Regions from separate parts of the Mus musculus genome. Here region 2 is linked to region 1. The links are chromatin contacts, called in public promoter capture Hi-C maps. All regions are on one chromosome and are shown on one strand. Each heading gives the region's core, a stretch centred on a gene start, on an enhancer-like site or on the middle of the called end of the contact. The rest is flanking DNA. Distances are from core to core; before and after follow the strand shown.

Region 1 (4,970 bases), core at 2,444-4,943:
AGTGGAAAGGACGTACTTTTCCACCATGGTGCCAATACTTCTGCAGGCCTCTTGCGCAGCCTCTCTGAATGCAGGGTCTGGGTGTCCAATTTTCACAAAGTCCGCCTAATGAAGGGGAAAGACAAAAACCAAAGGACTTTGATGGAACAGTGGAGTCTAAGACCAATCACTATTTTAGATTCTATGTGCCATTAATCACCTTTATTGATACAAGCAATCAAATTTGGGCCCATTTCTGGCAAGACGGCTCAGCAGGTAGGAGGTCTGGCTTGCAGGCCTGGTGACCTAAATTTCACCATCGATCCTACAAGGAGAGGCTCCTGAGAGTTCTCCCACGACCCCATGCCTGCACTCATACACACACATCATGGCATGCACTCTCTTGCACACACATACATGCATACACACACACACACCCCTATGGTTTGCATGCATCTACACACACATCCATGGCATTGACACTCCTGCACTCACACACATGGGATGCACACTCCTGCTCGATCTCTCTCGATCTCTCTCAATCTCTCTCTCTCTCTCACACACACACACACACACACACACACACACCCATGGCATGCATGTTCCTGCACCCTCACACACAGACACACACACAGAGACACACACACACACACACACACACACACGGCATGCATGTTCCTGCACCCTCACACACAGACACACACACACATACAGACACCACACATATACACACACACACACACACACACACACACACGGCATGCACGCTCCTGCACCCTTACACACCCTTGTTTTCCATTCTAAATCTCACCAAGTCAGCCACTCTGCACAGGCAATCCGAGAGTTCGTCAAAAATGAGGACTGTCTGTGGCCCTGGGGGTGTGGAACATGCTCGCTCTACCAGCCACTCCGTCTTCTTCAAGGCTTCCTCTTGGGCAACTTGGAATCCTTCAGGGGTGCTGAGCTCAGGAACTCCAAAAAGACCCTAAAAGTACAAAACAGCATGTCTAACCGATAGCCAGAAGCACAGTTTTGTCTGTCTGTTTCACTCCCTAGAACTACTTTTGTGCAAAGCCCTGATTTTGGCGACCACCCACATCTATGCTCATGGGAACAGTGTCACTATTTCTCTGTCATGCTACACAAAATAACCCTAAAATGTTTTGAAACTATATGTCTCCTTCAAGCTTTCCCTACTTTTCAAAAGTAAATGAATGGTGTGGGTTCAGCTGTCATCACCATGTCTCCGTGAGAAAAAGGCTGGGAAGACTAAATGAAGATTCAAAAGTTCAACAAAATTTCTAACAGTGCCCGGCACACAGACAGCACTTAACAGATGTTAATGACAGCTATAATTAGTTCACAACCTTGGTCACTTGATCATTCCTCCCGGGCTTCAGTTTTCTCATCAAGTATCTGAGGCTGGCAGTATACCTGTCAGCACAGAAACATACTAAAGCAGACAGTATGTATGAGTGCCTCACATACAGCGAGGTCTCCACACATAATACCAACCCACAATACCAATAACCCACAAGGAGACGTAACATACCAAACCCAGTCACTGGCTGAAACTAAGGAACTCCAGTATTTTAATAAAGAAAAATAAAATCACTAATCTAATGCGAATGACCATCTTTGAACAGCAGCTGGAGCACCAATCCTGGCGCCCTGAGAAAGCTGATGCTTAATATAACGCAGGCCAAAGTGTGCCATGTACTTTACACAGATTCTCTCAGCTAAATCACACAGTTCTAGAACCGGGAGTACATTCCCCTTTTACGGATATGGAAATACGCTTTAAAATTCTTTTTGTTTCCTGTGACTGAGTCTGGAACTTCAGATCTTCTCATCTATGCATCCCAAGTCCTAAAAGCCAGGCATATGGACATACAGGCACCTATACACACAAACAAACAAAAACATAATTAAAAACAACTTGGGAAGAAGGGCTGGAGAGATGGCCCAGTGGTTACTGCTCTTGCAGAGGACCGGGGTTCTATTCCCAGCATCTTATATGGTAGTTTACCACCTGTTTACAACTTCAGTTGCAGGGGATAGAACACCCTCTTTTCGCCTGCACGGACACTGCGCATGTGGTGAATTTACATATATTTGGGCAAAACACATAAAATAAAAAAATAAAAAAAGCTTGAAAGTCAAATGTTTGTGGCATGCAACTATAATCCCAGCAGTCCTCCTACATCAAGATAGAAACAAGAAAACAGCCCAGAAGCTCAAGAACCAAATAGGAGCAGGAACGATAACCTGAGTATTCAGTCCAATAGCAAAACCAAGAGAGACTCCACCTCCAAAAGGTTGAAGGTTACAGATCCGGAAAGGCTGTCCTCTGGCCTGCGCCTTCCAGACCTGCATGCATTCACACACACACACACACACACACACACACACACTAAACAATGGTTTAAAATACAGGTGAAATCAGTTCTATTTCATCCACCCAAAACCAAGCTTATCTTTCTGCTAAAAGGCACTTCCAACACCAACTCCACTAATACCAGCATCATCGACCTTTATGGGTTTTGGAGGAAAATTTATATAATAAGAAAGAACTTTCAAATAGACAAAGTTAAACACAGAGATATGCCATGAAGTACAATGAAGCTATATCCCAGACTTGTCTTTAGAAAGCTGCCCAACAGTGAAAAGATAAAAAAATAAAAAAACACTTTTAGAACCCACCTGGGGGTTCATATATCAGATGTTTATAATTCATAACAGTAGCACAATTAGTTGTGAAATAGCAACAAAATAATCTTATGGTTTGAGGTCACCGCATCGGGAGGAACTGTATTAAAGAGTCACAGCATTAGAAGGGTTGAAAAATCATTGTTTTAGGACAAAAATCTTTCCTCAGTCTTCCTGCCTTTTCCTCATTCATTATCAAGTGTCCAACACCACCAAGGGCAGAGTAGAAATAGCCAAGCAATTCTGATGACTTCGTAGGCTATGCAATAAACTACAAAGCACGACAGGAAATCTGATTTTTCTCAGTAGGGTTCTGTAGGTGCTTTCTGTTTTACCGCCGGTTCTTAAGCAACTCAGGCTAGTCTCAAAGTCAGTTCGGAGCCCAAAGGACTGTCTTTTGTACCCTCTTGCCTCTACCTATCAAGACTGTCTTACAAGAGCCACTATGCCTAGTTTAACAGGTTGTTTCAGAGCAGCCTGAAGTGGACAATTAAGGTGTGATGGAGTTTTCAAAGCAAGAGTGTCGTTACAAAGCCAAGGGCAAATGTGAACTCTGAAGCCAGAAGGAAAAGAATGGAGCTTGAGTAGAGGAAAGGCTGAGTTGCCGCTGGGTCAGCCGCTCCGGGGTGCGCTTATCCCGGCACAGTCCCTTTTCAGCCAGACGCGGAGCCCGCGCTGCCCAGACCCACGGCACGCTCACCCGGCGCTCCCCCAACAGGTTCCATAGGTGGCTCTGGGGCTTGACGTTGAAGGCGGCGCCCACCGGGGACCAGCTAGTACTGACGTCCCGGGCGCAGCTCCGGCCTGTGCGTCCCTGCAGAGCCGCCGCGGCTCCCCGGCCGCACAGCCGGCGGGCGTACCGTGCCCCGGCCGCCAGCAGCATCCTCCGGACCCCGGCTCTGCCAGGCTCGGGAAGCGCGCGCCCCGCGTTTCCAAGGCAGCAGCCCACGCCGCGGAACTCGCAGGGCAGACCCGGACTTGAGCACGCTAACAATCGTTAGGAAGAGCGTCGCCCTCCACGCCTTCTGAGCAGCTCCAGTTTCGTAGCGCCCTCGTGTGTCTGGAGGAAGAAACGTCCTGGATTTGAGTTTGACAGTGGTACTAGGGCACAGGGAGAAGGAAGTCGGGTCAGGCATTGGAACTTTTTACAGGTGCCAGGAATGAATGTGAGAACTCAAGATGCTTTCTTGATGCTTTCTTGATTCTCAGAGGAGACTCAATGGCGGCGCGTGAAAGGATCCAGAAGAAACCACAAGCAGTCGAAATCCAAGGCACCTGTCTTCTCCAAAAGTTGTTGAAGTCACTTCCATGTCTGCATGCCCACCAGCTATGGTTGTGTATAGCCATGTGAATTAACTATTGGAGAATTATCATCTATTTTGACTTTGGAAACTATTGATACGGTCTAAGGGTTTTGGAATGATATAGTCTAGGAGTCTTGGTCAGGTTTGTTGTTTCTGCCAGCCGAAGAATTAAAAGGCAGGAAAAATCTGAAGACCAGCATGGAGCAGCAGAGAAATCTTAAGCATCGTGGACAGAATTAGGAGTAGAAGGAAGGTGAGTGAGGTGTGTGTTTCCTGCAACAGGCACACAGAAAAAGACTCTCTGCAAAGGGGACTCAGAAAGCTGGAGAGAGAGAAAAAGAGGGAGAGAGAGAGAGAGAGACTCCTCTCAGGGGCTGGGTTTATTATTATTATTATTATTATTATTATTATTATTATTATTTTAAGCCTCTGCAGAGCCTTCTGCTCCTAATTTAGGGCTGGAGAGTTTGAAGAAATCTAGGGTGGTTGGTTGGCCCAGAACTGTTGTGTGACATGTCCTGACCCAGTCTTGACTTCATTGAGCAGGTCCATCAGCAATGGGGTCTGGTGGTGGGAGAGGAAAACGGTAGGTTGAGGAAGAAGCTGGGCATCTTGGAGATTCACCACCATCATCACCTAGCCATGGTCCCCCCCCCCCTTTCTCTCTGCCTGCCCACCAGGGAGTCGATCTAACTCCCAGTGTCTCATCACGATAGTCTAAAATCTAAATCAGTACAGACAGGACTAATGTGAAATGTCCTACTGCGAAAATGAAAGGAAGGCAGAGGCTGGGAGGGAGGGCATTGGGAAATTGTGGTCGAGTGCCCGGGAAAGTAGAAATGACAGTGCAGACTTGGGAAAGCTTGGGGAAGTCTTTCTACACCCCTAGCCTTCTCCAGAGGAAGGACAGCCACACCACCGTGGTTCAGGGTGTAGGGTCCTGCCGGAAGCAGAGCTTTCTTTTGAAGGTGCAGTCAT
Region 2 (5,306 bases), core at 2,113-4,612, 2.3 Mb before region 1:
GCTTAGGACCTAAAGAACCCAATAGTTGTAGATGTGTGGTGGTATACATGTTTTAAGCTCAGCACTTAAAAGGCACTCAGGCAGGAGAGATCTTGAGTTCTCCTTGGCTACATATCAAGTTTGAAACCAACCTGGGCTATATGAGATCCTGTCTCAATAACCAAATCCCAAACCTAAACCCAAACTTGTTTTTTGGTTCTTGTTTTGTTTTGTTTTTGAGACAGGATCACGATGTAGCCCTGGCTAACCTAGGATTCATTAGACAGACCAAGCTGGCCTTGAACTCAGAGTGCTGGGATTAACTTGTTCACTACCCTGCTAAACTAAACCCTAACATTAAAAAAAAAAAAAAAAAAAAAAAAGGGTGGTGGTGGCACACACCTTCAATCCCAGCACTCAGGCGGCAAAGGCGGGTGAATCTCTGTGAGCTCAAGGCCAGCCTGGTTTACATAGCCCTGTCTCAAATAAATGAAGAAAAAGAAGACTAATAAACTAAGCTCGCTGGCCTGACAGGGTGCACACCTGTAATCTCAGCACTTGGGAAGTGGGCAGGAAGATCAGGAGTTCAAAGCCATCCTCTCCTATGTGGTGAGTTAGCTGGGATACATGAAGCCCCTGTCACACTGCCACCTGTCCCCAACAAATTAAAATAACTGTTAAATCTACAGGTATCAGTCAACACCAACAAATCTTATCAACTGAGTGAACAATAAGTGAACACACTATAAGTTACATAAACCAATACTTAGACATGGTATCTCAAGTGCAGAAGTAGGAAAGAATAAGGAAAGCAACAGCTGTCAAAGTCCCTGTGACAGACAAAGCAAGTCCTGGAGCCAAACCGACCCCAACCAAGCAAGACCCACCAAAGAGGAGCCACCCACTTCTACCCCAAACCTGAGCCTGGAAGGCCTCAGGTCTGCAGGAAGGGGGGTTCAGGCTTGAAGGTAAAAATGAAAGGATTGCTAGGTGGTGGCCCACGGTTTTAATCCCAGTTAATCCCAGCACGGGGGAGGCAGAGGCAGATTTATCTCTGAGTTTGTGTACCCCATCATGCCCCGGCCATCCTGGTCTACATAGCCAGTTAGTTCCAGGCTAGCCACAACTACTACACACCCCTGTTCTCAAAATAAATAAATAAACAAATAAATAAATAAATAAATAAATAAAATAAAATAAAAATATGGCCTAACCCAGGAGCATTAGCTATTGTTTGTAACCCTAGCATTCAGGAGGTTGAGGCAAAACTGTCCTACAGTAGGGTAAAACCTGCCTCAAAAAACTGAGAGGGCTAGCGGAGGGAGGAGACTGGTTAAAGCTGGCTGGGTATGATAGAGTGGCAGACTGCATGATTAGGATGCACGAGGCTCTGGGTTGGATATCAGTGCGAGGGAGGCAGAACTCCACCCCTAGAACTTCCACCATGTTCAGTGCTGGGTGGAAAATAAGCAACAAAAGGACTCCAGATTGATCCTTCTCCCACCCTTCCGTAGGCAGCTCCTGCAGAGTACCAGAGCAGGGATATGTTAACTAAGCAAAGGCAATAGAGACCTTTGTACACCTCACCTTACCTAGAGGCCCCACCACAACCCTTCACACCAATCATACTCAAGTTCCTGGTTTCCCTTTTGATTTTCAAAAGTTCTACTGCATAGAGTTCCACCTCACACATAGCTAATATTTTCCTTACATCAGTACATCAAAAGTCAGTGGCCAACCGGAGACTCCTATATCTAAAGGTTTCTACCCATACCATAAAAGGGCCGTAGCCTAGAATGCTGAGCCAGCACCTCCAGGGAACAGTTTCAACCTGGAGCCAAGAGCGCCAACCCTCCACTGCCTGACTAGTCTGAAAACATTTAGGCCAACGTCAAGGGGAATGCTGGAAATCTCTGCTGGCACCTGGGCTGGTGAAGCACAGGCGTGGGCCCGGCTCGCCCCACCCCACTAGCAGTCCCGTAGGCCTGGGTCACGTGGCTTTAAAGGAGCAGAGGTCATTTTCCTCCACCTTCTTTTAAGCATGAGTTTTTTTTTTTTTTAAGGAAGGAAGGAGGGATTAAGAAATGAAACCGTTTCCCTCTGTAGTCCCACTGTTGTGGAATCCATTACATAGCCCAGGCTGGTTTCCAATGCACAGCGATTCTCCTGCCTCAGCCTTCCAAGTGCCGTGATTGCCTTGCTCTGGTATGGCTCTGGGGACTCTGGAGTTTTAGGTCACCATGGCCAGAGCCTATGGGAAACAACTGTCCCCTGAACGGCTTCGAACAAAGATGACACCTTCACCAACATTTTGCAAATGCTACTCTGAATCCGGGGACTGCAGACCATACCTCCACAGCAGTCCCTCACAGGAAGCACCTGGAGATCAGTCTTCCCGAGACACTAAAAGGAGTTAAACTTCCCTTTCAATCCCACAATTTATCTCCCTTCCCAAACACGTGAGGGGATCTGGTTAGGTGGAGGTAAGGTGCGGATGGGTTTTAGTCCTTTACTCTTGGGCCCTAGGGGACCAAGTCCAATTTACCTATCTCTTGGTCCGCACGCCCAGCACTCTGGGAGAGGATGCTATCTCTCCCGGCTAGCAGGGCCCTGACTGAAGGAGGCTGTCCTGCAAGTACCTTTCCTCCATCACATTGGCCATTCCCCTCCAGAGAAAGGTTCTGGGAGAGCCCCTATCCTTTAGCTCTGCTTCTCTTCCTGTTTCTCGGTTTAACTCTTCGTGCAGGTTCCACCCCAGCCACCCACTACCAGGTTCCCATTCTCAATAGAACAGGTCTTTTAGGGTGCCAGGCACTGCGTGGGTTTGTGTGTGGAAAAGTTCCCGGGGCAGATTCTTTAGAATAAGCCACAAACCTGCACTAGATGCAGGTCGATACTCGCCCTGAGCACCCCTGAGACTTGCAATCTGCGAGCTGGAAGGGCCAGAGCTGAACCCTTCCCTTTAAGCTCCTCCCTCGGAGCTCCCCGAAGTCCCCACCTCCGCCCTTGAAGTGCGCCAAGGCCACTGGAAAGAAGCCGATCACCGCGGGGTCACCAGGCTCGGCCCTAAAGCGTGAAAGCTGGAGCTCTGCCGGTCTAGCCTGCGGGAGCCTAAGACCGCGATCCGCCAGGGCGAGCAGCATCTAGGGCCGCGGAGGAACCGCGCCTGCGCCCTGGGCAAGTGAAGGGCCTGTCTCCACCACCGCTGCTCAGCCCGCTCCCCCGACCCCAGCCAAAGTGACTTCCGCCATGGAGCCACTGTGCCCCGGGCAAACTCACCGAGCGCAGCGCGACAGCCTGGGCCTGCAGCCACCAAGCCAAACGGAGCCGCTCCTGGCCTCTCCCGTGCACTCCTAAGTACCCGCGCAGCTCCGCCCTCCGCTGGGGGCTGATTCGTCACGTGATGCTTGACCGCGCCCCCGCCCCTGCCGGCCCCTCCCCCTTCATCCCGGGACTCTGCAAGCTGTGTTAAACCCAAAAGAAACTGGTGGTTTGTCTGCTCTCTTTCCATTTCGCACAGAGATGCTCTCCAGGGACCTCTGCAGGTACCCTGCACTGGGAAGATACAACATCTTCGTGACATGCATTCCTCGGGAAGGCCCCGCTGGCTCGGGGACCTGGAAATGTCTGGAGGAGCCTCCTGGCCTTATATTCTGAAGCTCAGACTATAATGGCGTAGAAATACTCAAACCAAGGGAAGCAACCAAAAACTAGAACTGGGCTGGGATTGTAGCCCAGAAGTAGAGCTCTTACTTACCAAGCCCAAGGCCCTGGGTTCGATCCCTAGTTTAAAAAGAAAGAGAGAAACCAAAACCCCATGAATTTTGTCCAAGGCATGTTATGAAATTCAGAACTCCTGCCAGGCCATATGAACCTCCCCCCATCTTGTGTGGTAAGCTAGCCAGTGAGAAGCTGGCTGACCTAGTTGATCTGACAGGTCATAGCATACCCCCACCCCCACCCCAGGGTCGAGCACCCTCAGATCTCTCCAATCCTTAGGTCTATCCTGTAATATAGGAATGGCCTCATGTCAGCATGGTATCTTGTAGCCAGGCTTGTGACGATAAGAAAGGTTTGGATCTAGTGGATTCCAAGGTTCTATTGGTAGGCTCCCAGTTAAGGACAGGAGTGGAAGTGTAGTTACTGAACCCCAGTTAAGTGGAATACAGGAAGAACTCAGAAAACTTGCGGAAAGGCAGGTCCATGGCCATCTGTCCAAGGCCAGCTGTCCCAGCTGCTGACAACAGGTAGAAACTGGCTGCTTATTTTAGGGTAAAAAGTCCAAACAAAAATGAGCAGCCTTTCTTGGCTAAAAGCCCAAAATGTCCTCTGACATGCCCAGAGCCTGGCCCTTGGCAGGAGCTAGAGATGTTTAAGTGTCTAAGCCAAAAGTGTCTCTGGCTGCCAGGAAGGGGGTCTTCAAGTCTTTTCCACAAAGGAGTGACCTTTCCTGGAAGCCATACTGAGGCTGTGACCCAAACTGAAATGACTTCAACACCTGGAATGAAAACTGGACTGACCAGCTAGCTCAACCTTCTTCCTGCCTCCATCCCACTAAAGGCTACAGTCCTATTAACCCCCAGGCTTTGGGGGGCTCCAGGATGGGATCCGACTCCCTCCAGGGACCCCACGGGCTGCTCAAGACCTTTGCCTTCTTTCTCTCCCTTCAGCTCCCTACAGTCCTTCCCACCTTCCTAAAACTCACCTTCTGTGGTCCATGAATTTCCTTCCTCAAAACTGAGAGACAAGAACCCAGAAGTACCTGGCTTGGGCTGACTTCAGTGGTGCTGAAAAAGGCTTCATTTTAAAATGTTAGAATATTCCCATATCACTGCCTGCTCACCCCAGCCTGTCCAGACAGCTGCAGAGTCCAGCCTGCACATCAGTGTTTCATAGATCATCTTCCCCCTGGACACATAGACCGTAGTAAATCCTTCCTTTATAGCGCCTCAGATGAGCTGAGGGCTACACATGCATTATCACAGTGTGTTAATAAAGGAGAGGCTTCTGAAGCGAAACAATGATAAGCAGTCACATGTGAGATAAACCCGTAGTCCTAACACTTGGGAAATTTGGGGGCTATAGGGTCAATCTGAGCTACACAGCACATTCAAATCCAACCTGGGCTACAGGAGACCCTGTCTCAAATGACCAACATACAGGGCTGTGAATATAGTTCAACTGGTAGAGTTATCCTGACTTGTATGCTTAGAGTTCTGGGTTCCATCCCTAGCCCTCCATAAACCTGGCATCGTGGTTCTCACTATGAGATGGAAGCAGAAAGGTCAAAGTTCAAGACCGCAGCATCAGTTTGATGGCTCAGCTGG

What was found. Capture Hi-C pulls out chosen DNA fragments and counts their contacts.
Region 2: a promoter capture Hi-C map of adipose tissue shows a contact between it and region 1, with 2.9 times the contacts expected there. The contact joins the promoter of Ctsb here to the promoter of Mipep in region 1. A contact is called at or near these places in 2 of 9 other capture datasets (adipose tissue and liver).

The regions. Positions count from the first base shown.
Region 1 is chr14:60,783,289-60,788,258 of GRCm38.p6, reverse strand. It overlaps Mipep (mitochondrial intermediate peptidase), which reads right to left and starts at 3,693. Exons shown (of 19, transcript NM_027436.3): 1 at 3,389-3,693; 2 at 791-964; 3 at 17-105. The coding sequence starts at 3,571. Mipepos (a long non-coding RNA gene) reads left to right here and starts at 3,710. Exons shown (of 3, transcript XR_001781278.2): 1 at 3,710-3,786; 2 at 3,898-4,245.
Region 2 is chr14:63,120,518-63,125,823 of GRCm38.p6, reverse strand. Ctsb (cathepsin B) reads right to left here and starts at 3,362. Exons shown (of 10, transcript NM_007798.3): 1 at 3,259-3,362.